3 separate regions of the Mus musculus genome follow, and regions 2 and 3 are each linked to region 1. A link is a contact called in public Hi-C and Micro-C data. All regions are on one chromosome and are shown on one strand. Each heading gives the region's core, a stretch centred on a gene start, on an enhancer-like site or on the middle of the called end of the contact. The rest is flanking DNA. Distances are from core to core; before and after follow the strand shown. Region 1 holds the start of Brms1l (breast cancer metastasis-suppressor 1-like). Region 2 holds the start of Psma6 (proteasome subunit alpha 6). Region 3 overlaps Prorp (protein only RNase P catalytic subunit).

What was found. Hi-C and Micro-C count contacts between places; a contact is called where the count stands out from the background.
Region 2: a contact with region 1 is called in a Hi-C map of muscle stem cells, with 3 times the contacts expected there. The contact joins the promoter of Psma6 here to the promoter of Brms1l in region 1. A contact is called at or near these places in 6 of 39 promoter capture datasets (3T3-L1-derived adipocytes, the C10 cell line, embryonic stem cells and 2 more), 7 of 484 Hi-C or Micro-C datasets (B cells, CD8 T cells, effector CD8 T cells and 4 more), 8 of 115 datasets of contacts at active chromatin or transcription factors (the 230-238 cell line, the SCID.adh cell line, double positive thymocytes and 5 more) and 2 of 9 other capture datasets (adipose tissue and embryonic stem cells).
Region 3: a contact with region 1 is called in a Micro-C map of the G1E-ER4 cell line. The contact joins the enhancer-like site here to the promoter of Brms1l in region 1. A contact is called at or near these places in 12 of 39 promoter capture datasets (the 3T3-L1 cell line, 3T3-L1-derived adipocytes, the C10 cell line and 8 more), 1 of 15 datasets of contacts at CTCF or cohesin (embryonic stem cells), 44 of 484 Hi-C or Micro-C datasets (B cells, CD4 T cells, the CH12 cell line and 22 more), 11 of 115 datasets of contacts at active chromatin or transcription factors (T-cell acute lymphoblastic leukemia, astrocytes, embryonic forebrain and 6 more) and 2 of 9 other capture datasets (adipose tissue and pancreatic islet).

What each region holds. Positions count from the first base shown.
Region 1 is chr12:55,835,003-55,837,760 of GRCm38.p6, forward strand. Brms1l (breast cancer metastasis-suppressor 1-like) reads left to right here and starts at 1,364. Exons shown (of 10, transcript NM_001037756.3): 1 at 1,364-1,643. The coding sequence starts at 1,502.
Region 2 is chr12:55,397,433-55,400,132 of GRCm38.p6, forward strand. Psma6 (proteasome subunit alpha 6) reads left to right here and starts at 1,393. Exons shown (of 7, transcript NM_011968.3): 1 at 1,393-1,559. The coding sequence starts at 1,484.
Region 3 is chr12:55,324,499-55,327,468 of GRCm38.p6, forward strand. All of the region lies in intron 3 of Prorp (protein only RNase P catalytic subunit), which reads left to right. Among named protein-coding and RNA genes, the nearest start is that of Ppp2r3c, 23 kb to the left of the region's middle. Within about 2 kb of position 1,478, at least 16 of the 459 cell types and tissues checked have an H3K27ac peak or open chromatin away from gene starts, as enhancers often do. A contact at or near this core is called in the G1E-ER4 cell line, where this site is marked.

The sequences.
Region 1 (2,758 bases), core at 114-2,613:
TGCTTGGCCCAGGAAGTGGCACTATTAGGAGGTGTGGCCTTGCTGCAGTAGGTGTTAGAGCAAGTGTGTCGTTGTGGGCATGGGCTTTAAGACCCTCATCCTAGCTCCCTGGGAGCCAGTCTGAATAAGATGATGTAGGACCCTCAGCTCCTCCGGATGCTGGCATGCTCCCGCCTTGATGGTAATGGACAGAACCTCTGAACCTGTAAGAAAATGAGCAAGCTGAGAAAGGAAAAATATTTAAAGGGACACCGGGAAGTAGAACAGAGCAAAATCTTTTGTTTTAGGAGATAACAGATCCCACTCAGCTAAATTTAAGTCTATGTGTGATGGAACATACCTTTAATCCCAGGAGACAGAGCCGTGCAGATCACTAAACTCAAGGTCAGCCTACTGAGCAAGTTCCAGGACAGCTAAGTTTCATTCTACTTCCTGGTGTCCCTTTAATACTTTAACCATATATTTTGTTGATAAAATGGACATAATACCGACTCCTACCTTAGGGCTATTAAACTAAAAATTGAACTCAGCAAATCCATGCAGTGAATTTACCAAGATAACCTGATAAAGAGTGAAAGTGATCGGTTATAAGTTACGATTATTATGGTAGTTATGGCATCGTCCTTGTCTGTGTAATCCTGTTTTTGAAAAAAAAAAAATGACATCTTTTTAAGTCAAATATTTATTTTTCACTGGAACCTGAAATTAAATCAATTTAATTTGGGTAGCTTCTTCCATTAAAAAAAAAAAAAAAAAGTAAGAACGCAAGATTGAAATACTAAGATAAAATTTCCTTCCCCTCTGTAGTTTTGGTTGTAAAAATTCCAAGAACAATGAAATTTTCTTTGTGAAAATTATTTCTTACACATACAATTCAATTTAATAGTTTACTAGCTGTACTAAAGGTACTACTAGTGTAGAAGAGACGATTCTGTAACCCTCCAGGCTCACAGAGTATGCAAAGACCCTTTCAGGCAAAGGATCTTTTCACATTCTTCTCACAGTTTGAGTAGCTAGGCAGATCAGATAACCACTTGGCGGGAAAAGGATAAGTACAGACCAAATCCGCACAATCTGTTTCTGTTTAGTTTATAAACTGCGTCCCAGTATGTCAGCTTTCCTGCCTTGTGGGACTTGAAGTCCGAAGTGAGAAGCGATTAAGGCAGCTGAATCTTAGAAACCCATAGCCCCTGAAGCTCTGAGGCCTAAGGACTACAATTCCCGACAGACAGCGGAAGGCCGCGCCGTAATCACCGGTAACCAATCGTTCGCTTGCAAGACAAGCCACGCCTCTAGCTCCGGGACAGCCTTGACCAATGGCAGAGCTCGCAGCGCAAGCCTGCGGGTTAGGTTGTGAGGCTGAGGCCGGGGGTGGGGAGGAGTCGAGGGTTTCGGATCCAGCTCGGTGGCCGGGTGGGTCGGGGCGTTCGGCGCGCCCTTCACCGAAGCGGCAGTGGCCGGGCTGGGAGCAGGAAGTGGGAAGCGACGGCGAGGTTGGAAAATGCCGGTCCATTCTCGAGGGGATAAGAAGGAGACGAATCATCACGATGAGATGGAGGTGGACTACGCGGAGAACGAGGGGAGCAGTTCCGAAGACGAGGACACCGAGAGCTCGTCGGTCTCGGAGGATGGGGACAGTTCAGGTGCGCTACCCAGCTGGGCGGGGATGCCGGGTCCCTTGCGCCGCGCGCGCGACAGGCCGCGGTGCTCACGCCGGGCGGTGCGTCCTGCTGCGAGCGCGGGGCGGGGAGATGGGGAAGGGGCGGGGACTGGCTCGGCGTCTGGCACCCGGAGCTGCGGGTCGCCGCGGGCTCCAGTTCTGGCTCTGGCTCCCGGTGGGCTGGGCGCCCGCAGGCTTTGAGGACCCGAGGCGATTCTGTGCACTGTGGGACCCGCCCTAGGGTCACCTGGCAGTACCCTGGGGCTACCGGCTCCGGAGTGGAATGTCCGGCTGGCTGGTCTGGAAGACTGCAAATGTCCCTTAGCTGACACCACCGACCTCTTTACTAGTAGTCTCAGCAACCTTTGTCAGCGTTTTTGTGGGGGCTGAGGATAAATTTGCCTTGGTCCTTGGCGGGCTTGCCACTCATCAACCTTAGCTTTCAGGTCAGCCTCTCACCAGTACTGTCATCAGAGGACTGACTTGGGAACTCTCAGGTTCATAATAGGTCCCAAAAGTTTTCAAGACGAAGAAGGGACCAGCCTGAGGGATCATTTGGAATCTTTGTCAGTTTTTAATCTGGAAGATGTGGGCAGTGTTGACATTCCCAGAATCTTCAAGCTTTGGTTATTTTGTAACTTTGGGCTGTTTCTAACCCCTTATAAGTCTTTTAATACTTTAATAAAATGAATGGAACTGATTTCCCGGATCTTCCTCTAACCATATGACAGACTGAGAATGGCTTTGTCTAACCCTGGTTTTGGCTGTGTAATGGGAAGCATTGATAACAGGTTAATGACTGTGGTATCACCTCACACCTTTTTTTTTTTCAGGTTTGTCTGTCAAAAAAGTATACTTGGAAGCATGTAATGCCGATAAGTCAGCCATCCAAAAGTAAATATTTATGAAGTTTTTACTCATAAATATTTATACTCATATACTCATTTATATACTCATACTCATTATACTCATAAATAAACATGAGGATAAATTTATAGTTATCTCCGTTGAAGAACAGTGTTTTGCTTACTCAGCAGGACAGTTGAACTCATGAATTCATGGTAGTTGTGACAGTGTGCACAAGACCTGGGCAGACTC
Region 2 (2,700 bases), core at 143-2,642, 440 kb before region 1:
AGGCAACTAGGGAAAATTCAGCTTCAATGGACAGTGCAGTGCAGCCCTAGATATGAGACATCTGGATTCTAAGGTACTAACAGAGGGCTTCCCCTAGCAGTCTTACAGAGAACTTCTCCGTGACTGTTCAGGCAAACTGTAGGTGTTATAGTACACTTGGCTGGGAAGACTGAGAAAAGTACGCAAAGGTCAGGAGTTAATCCTGATGTAAGGACCTGAGCTAGAACCAAGGGACAGCAGCTCTTATCAGCACACTTGGGAATTGAAGCTGGAAAGTACCGGGTGTTCCAGAGCGGCTGCTTACATGGGCTATTTTCTTAACCCGTGTTTCAATCTTGGATGTTGTACACCCTACCCCCACCCCCAGACAGCCTTCTTTTTCCTGTGTAGCCTTACTGTGTCCTGAAACTCATTCTGTAGATCTGGCTAGCCTTGAACCCAGAGATGTCTCTGCCTTCCAAGTGCTGGGATAAAAGATGTGTCCCACCACACCTGGCTTATATTTTTTTCTAAAGGAAGAAAAAAATTAGCTCGAGAAATTAAAACTTCCTTATGAAGAATCTCTTCAAATGTTTTGCTTTAAAATGGGTGCTTTTAGAGAGAACGCCACAGATCTGAATATTTCAGTATTACATCAGTAAATTGTTATAAATATTGCTGTAAACAAAACTTTTATTTAGGGAGGGGGGAATAGCTTAATAATATGCTTCGATTTTTATATTCACTAAATAGGGGCTGTGCCCTAGGGTGCACAATGTGCAGAATTTTACAGTTTGAAAAACCACCAGTTTTCCAGGAGTTGCTTCGCCGCCTTGGAATTACTCTCCGGTATCCAGCCACCAGCAACGATCTTGCTCATCATCAACTAAGACTGCTCAACCTCTCAAGTTCCCATCTCTGGGCCGCTGTCCAAAGGAAAGTCTTGCCAGACTAGAAGAAAACTTTTGTTATTTCCAGTGGCTTCTTCCACTAACCCTCTTTCAGGCCCTACATTTAAGGGTGGCTGTTGCATTCCTTTCTCCCCCAAAACGTAGGAAGAGAAGTGGCTGGTAAAATGAAGGTTAGGAAGAACAAAGCCAGACTCCGGGAAGACAGGAGAGCAAGTACAGGCGCCCAAACTGACTGCGAACGCGGTGACCATACTGTCTCCAGAGGTCACAAGTAGGCAAAGGACAACTGCAGGCACCTTGAAAACTTCCTCTTTTGGCCACTCTGATCTCCAGAACGCACTAACGGCCGGCTGCGACCCAGAGCCACCACCCGGAAGCCCGCGGACCGCAGGCCGGGCGCGCGAGGGCCCGCCTACTCAGGGGCAGTGCTTTGGGACGTCCCGTCCCCACCGGAAACACCGCCAGTCCCTCACCAGAGCGGAAGCAGCTCCGCCGGTGCTCCGGAAGCAGTAGCCATAACTTCCGGGAGGGGGCTTGGGTCCCTGGTGTGTGTGCTACGGGGTGCAGACTGTGTTTAAAATAGCAGGAACGCCATGTCCCGGGGTTCCAGCGCCGGTTTTGACCGTCACATTACTATCTTCTCTCCCGAGGGCCGACTCTACCAAGTAGGTGAGTGACTCAGGGCCTCCTGCGGGACCTCCGAATTGCTCTGTCATGCTTCGGCCTGGAGCGAGCGGACGCGGCCCGAGGATGGTTCGGGGGCTCGGAGAAGGGCCTGAGCCAGGAAAGCAGCAGGATCGAGGTCGGGCCCGCTCTCGTCTTCCCAGCCCGGTCTGCAAGCGGGCTTGGAGGCTGAAACCGAAGCGTAGTGCTCTTCAGGAGCGCCTTACTGGCCAGACACAAAGCAGTAGGGCTTTGCACTGTGATGCCCGCCTTCTGCCTTTCGGAGTCCCCCGTAGCTCAGCGATTCTCAATCTTCCTAATGCTGCGCCCCTTAAATCCAGTTCCTCGCGTTGTGATGACCCTCAGCCATAAATTTGTTTTCGTTGCTACTTCAAAACTATGTTTTTTTTGTTTTTTTGTTTTTTTACTTCAATGAACGGTAATGTTTTTTCAGATGGTCTTAGGCGACCTTGTGAGAAGGTTTTGGTACTGGGGGTCGCGACCCACATGTTGAGAAGCACTGTTTAGCATCAGTCTACCTGGAGCCTGAGTCTTCCCTTCGCTGAGAGTGGTTGGTTCTTTAACCATCCAACTTAAATGCACACACACCACACACCCTCAACCCTCCTCTGCAGTATAGATAGATGACTTGCTTTGTGGTCAACTCTATACAAGTGTGTAAAGCCCTACCAGACACTGCTGGTTCTAGAAAAGAGATCAATGTCACTCGTCCCTACTGAAGCTGACTGCTTAAAGGAAGTGACAGGAAACCAAACGAATAAAAAGAGAAGAGTTCAGTATATGCAAAGTTCACAACTGAGAAATAAAAGAACAGCAATGAACTCCTCTTGAAGTTGGCACCCCGATTTTAACCCCCACCTGTAAGAATGCTTCTATAGTTTAAAAACTGGTTCTCAGTCTAGTTGAGGCACGGTGTGTTAGTCTTTACTAAAGGAACAGCTTTAATGGACGGAAACCTGAACTTAGCATCAGTTACTCCATGTAACAATACATTTTGGTAAGTTGAAGTCGCGGCAGGGTTTGGTCTAGGATTATAGGACAGACTTTTAAGCTCTTGCCATAGAAAACTTAGTGTCAGAAGGGCGAGACATACATCTGGTCCATGATAATTTTATTTTGAAGTTTT
Region 3 (2,970 bases), core at 228-2,727, 510 kb before region 1:
TTAGTAACAGCTTTCTAGAAGTATTTCCTTTACAGGGAGGGAAACCGAGGTTCAGAAAGGTTACTCATTCACCAACATCCTACAGTCTAAGCGGTGAAGGCAGCATTCAAACCTAGATCTGCTCCCTACACTGTGTTATTTTGGGGTTAGAAAAGTATTGCTAGCCGGGCATGGTGGCACACGCCTTTCATCCCAGCACTTGGGAGGCAGAGGCAGAGGCAGGCAGATTTCTGAGTTTGAGGCCAGCCTGGTCTACAGAGTGAGTTCCAGGACAGCCAGAGCTACACAGAGAAACCCTGTCTCGAAAAAACTAAACAAACAAACAAAAACAAAACAAAGAAAAGTATTGCTTAGCTTGCATATTTGCTTAATTATGGCAGAGGAATAGTTATGTAATGAGAGTTAGTAATTTTTGTCAGGAATAATGAAATCAATTTCAGCTCTGTCAGAGGTCACAGGGACATAGAATTTCCCTTACCGTCATCAGTTACTACTGGGCCGACTGACTCACCTTTCGGCTCCTGGTCGGTCTGTCTTTTAGTTGTTCATTTGTTTGTATAAGCAAGACATGCCGGGGAACCACTGCTGAGGTGTGCAAGCTTAGCATTGAGCTAACAGTGTTCCCGGGAAGCCCCGACCTTATCGCTTCCATCCGCTCTTTCTTTTTCACCCAGTCCCTTTTTATTTTTATTTTTTAATTTTGTGCTTTTTGTTTTTTAAGAGAGGATCTCACTGTGTAACTCAGTTGGATCTCAAATTCAGAATCCTCCTGCCTTGGTGTCCAGCTGTGTGACTTGCATATGCCACTAGGCCTGGCCTTAGATCTACTATGTAATTATTTTAACAGGTTAAACTTAGTGTTGTTTCTCTGATACATTCTTCCTTCTTGGGTTTTTACTCACACACACACCTTTTTTTTTTTCCTATACCTGCCCCCTTTTTTTGGTATGTGCATTTTCATTAAAGGAGAACAAAAAAAAACCCAAAAAACCAGGCATGGGTATGGTGATAATCTCAGTCCTCAGAACACAGGCAGGAGAATTCCTTTCTTTTCTTTTAAAATTAGGACTAAACGAAATTAGATGTTAATTGTTTCATTTGTATGAGAGCATCTAAAACTAAATGGCCTTTGAAGACACAACTGTCTTCAAAATTACACTTTATAAACAAAGAGCTCACGTAGCTCAATGAAGCCGGAAATAAACTGGAAACTGGGAGTGAAGCTTGTGTGCCTTGGTAAGAAGAAAGGAGACTAGAAAGGTTGTCTGTATGGAGGACAGAAGGGAAATTCGGAGTGAGCACGCGCTTAAATATAACGGAGAAGCTGGGTGTGGTTGCGCGTGCACATGCACCCAGGGCCAGAAGCAAGATTTCTGCTAATTCAAGGCCAGCTTGATCTACATAGGAAGTTCCAGGTTAGCCATGGATGTATAGAGAAGCAGGCACCCATCTACTCCTGTATACACAAAGGAGCTCAGTTATCAGCAGGAAACAAGAAGTAGGGAGAGGTGTTTTAATAGCCTGTGTTAAAAGAGAGCAAATAAGTACTGTTGGCAAGCAGTTATTTGAAGCAATTGAACGGGCCTTTTGTAGCATAAACTTTCTGTCATGAAGTCATTCTACTTGTGTGTGTGTGTGTGTGTGTGTGTGTGTGTGTGTGTGTGTGTGTGTGTTCGTGTGCGCATGCTGCATGTATATGTGTATGTGTTCATGTGCCTTTGCTCTATATATGTGGAAGTCACAATAGGATGTCTGGTATCCTGCTTTACCACTCCCTATGTCTTATTCTCTTGCAACAGGGTGTCTTATTGAACCTGAAACTAGGCTGACAGCCAGCAAGCCCCAGCAATCCTGTCCGTACCCCACCTCCATCCCCAGCCCCTGAGAAGCTCTGGAGCTACAGGATTGCATGTGGTTGTTGTGTCTGAGTGCTTTTGAGTGCTGGGGATCTTAGCTCGAGACCTCAAGTTTATGCAGCAGGTCCTCTTCTTCCCCACTGAGCCAGCTCCCTGGCTGCAGCTTTATTGCACCTTCATGCCAGTGAAAGATCCTGACAGAATGTAAAAGGTCACAGAAGCCCTGAAATTGGCAAAATAGATTTCATTGTTAGTAGAACTAGCTTCACTGATTTAGAAAAATAGAGGTGCACAATGCTCTTGCCGATTCTCGAACCTGTGTGTCTGCCAATGTTCTGACCATGTGTGTGCCCATTGCTGCGCCTCACTGCCAGGTGTTTGTGGTATTGGTTGCTGGGAAAGAATCGGAAAATCTCCCCAGCAACCACAGTCGGGGCCAATCCAGAGTTGCTGCACCTTCATTAGACTCCTTCCTTGTTTCCCTCCCATACCCATTTCTTGAGGCATCAATCATTTTAGAATAGATATTGTTTAGATCTGGAAATCCCCTACTACCCCCCTTCTCCTTTTCCCCTTAAGGACCTATAAAAACTGAGACCCCTTTTCCCTCGAGGTCGTCTCCTCTACCCCTGTGTGGGATACGAGTTGTCCTCAGAGCTCTGGCTTTGAGTTGTCCCCAGAGCTCTGGCTTTCCCTGAATAAAGCCTCGTGTGGTTTGCATCAAGCTTGGTCTCTCGTGAGTTCTTGGGGGTCTGCTATTATCCCAAGGCCTGAGCGAGGGGCTCCTCTCGGAGTCTTTCACCAGCTCTTTGAGGCGGACATTAATAGTCCTGTTTTACACCAGAGGAGCTGGAGACCTAAAAAAGTGAGGTGATTGGCCAAGGTTGTATATGAGAGCAGACAGTCCAGCTGATGCAAACCTAGATAGGCTTGTTTCTAATGTAGTTTTTTTTTTTAAGATTTATTTATTTATTATATGTAAGTACACTGTAGCTGTCTTCAGACACCCCAGAAGAGGGCATCAGATCTCATTACGGATGGTTGTGAGCCACCATGTGGTTGCTGGGACTTGAACTCAGGACCTCTGGAAGAGCAGACAGTGCTTTTAACCGCT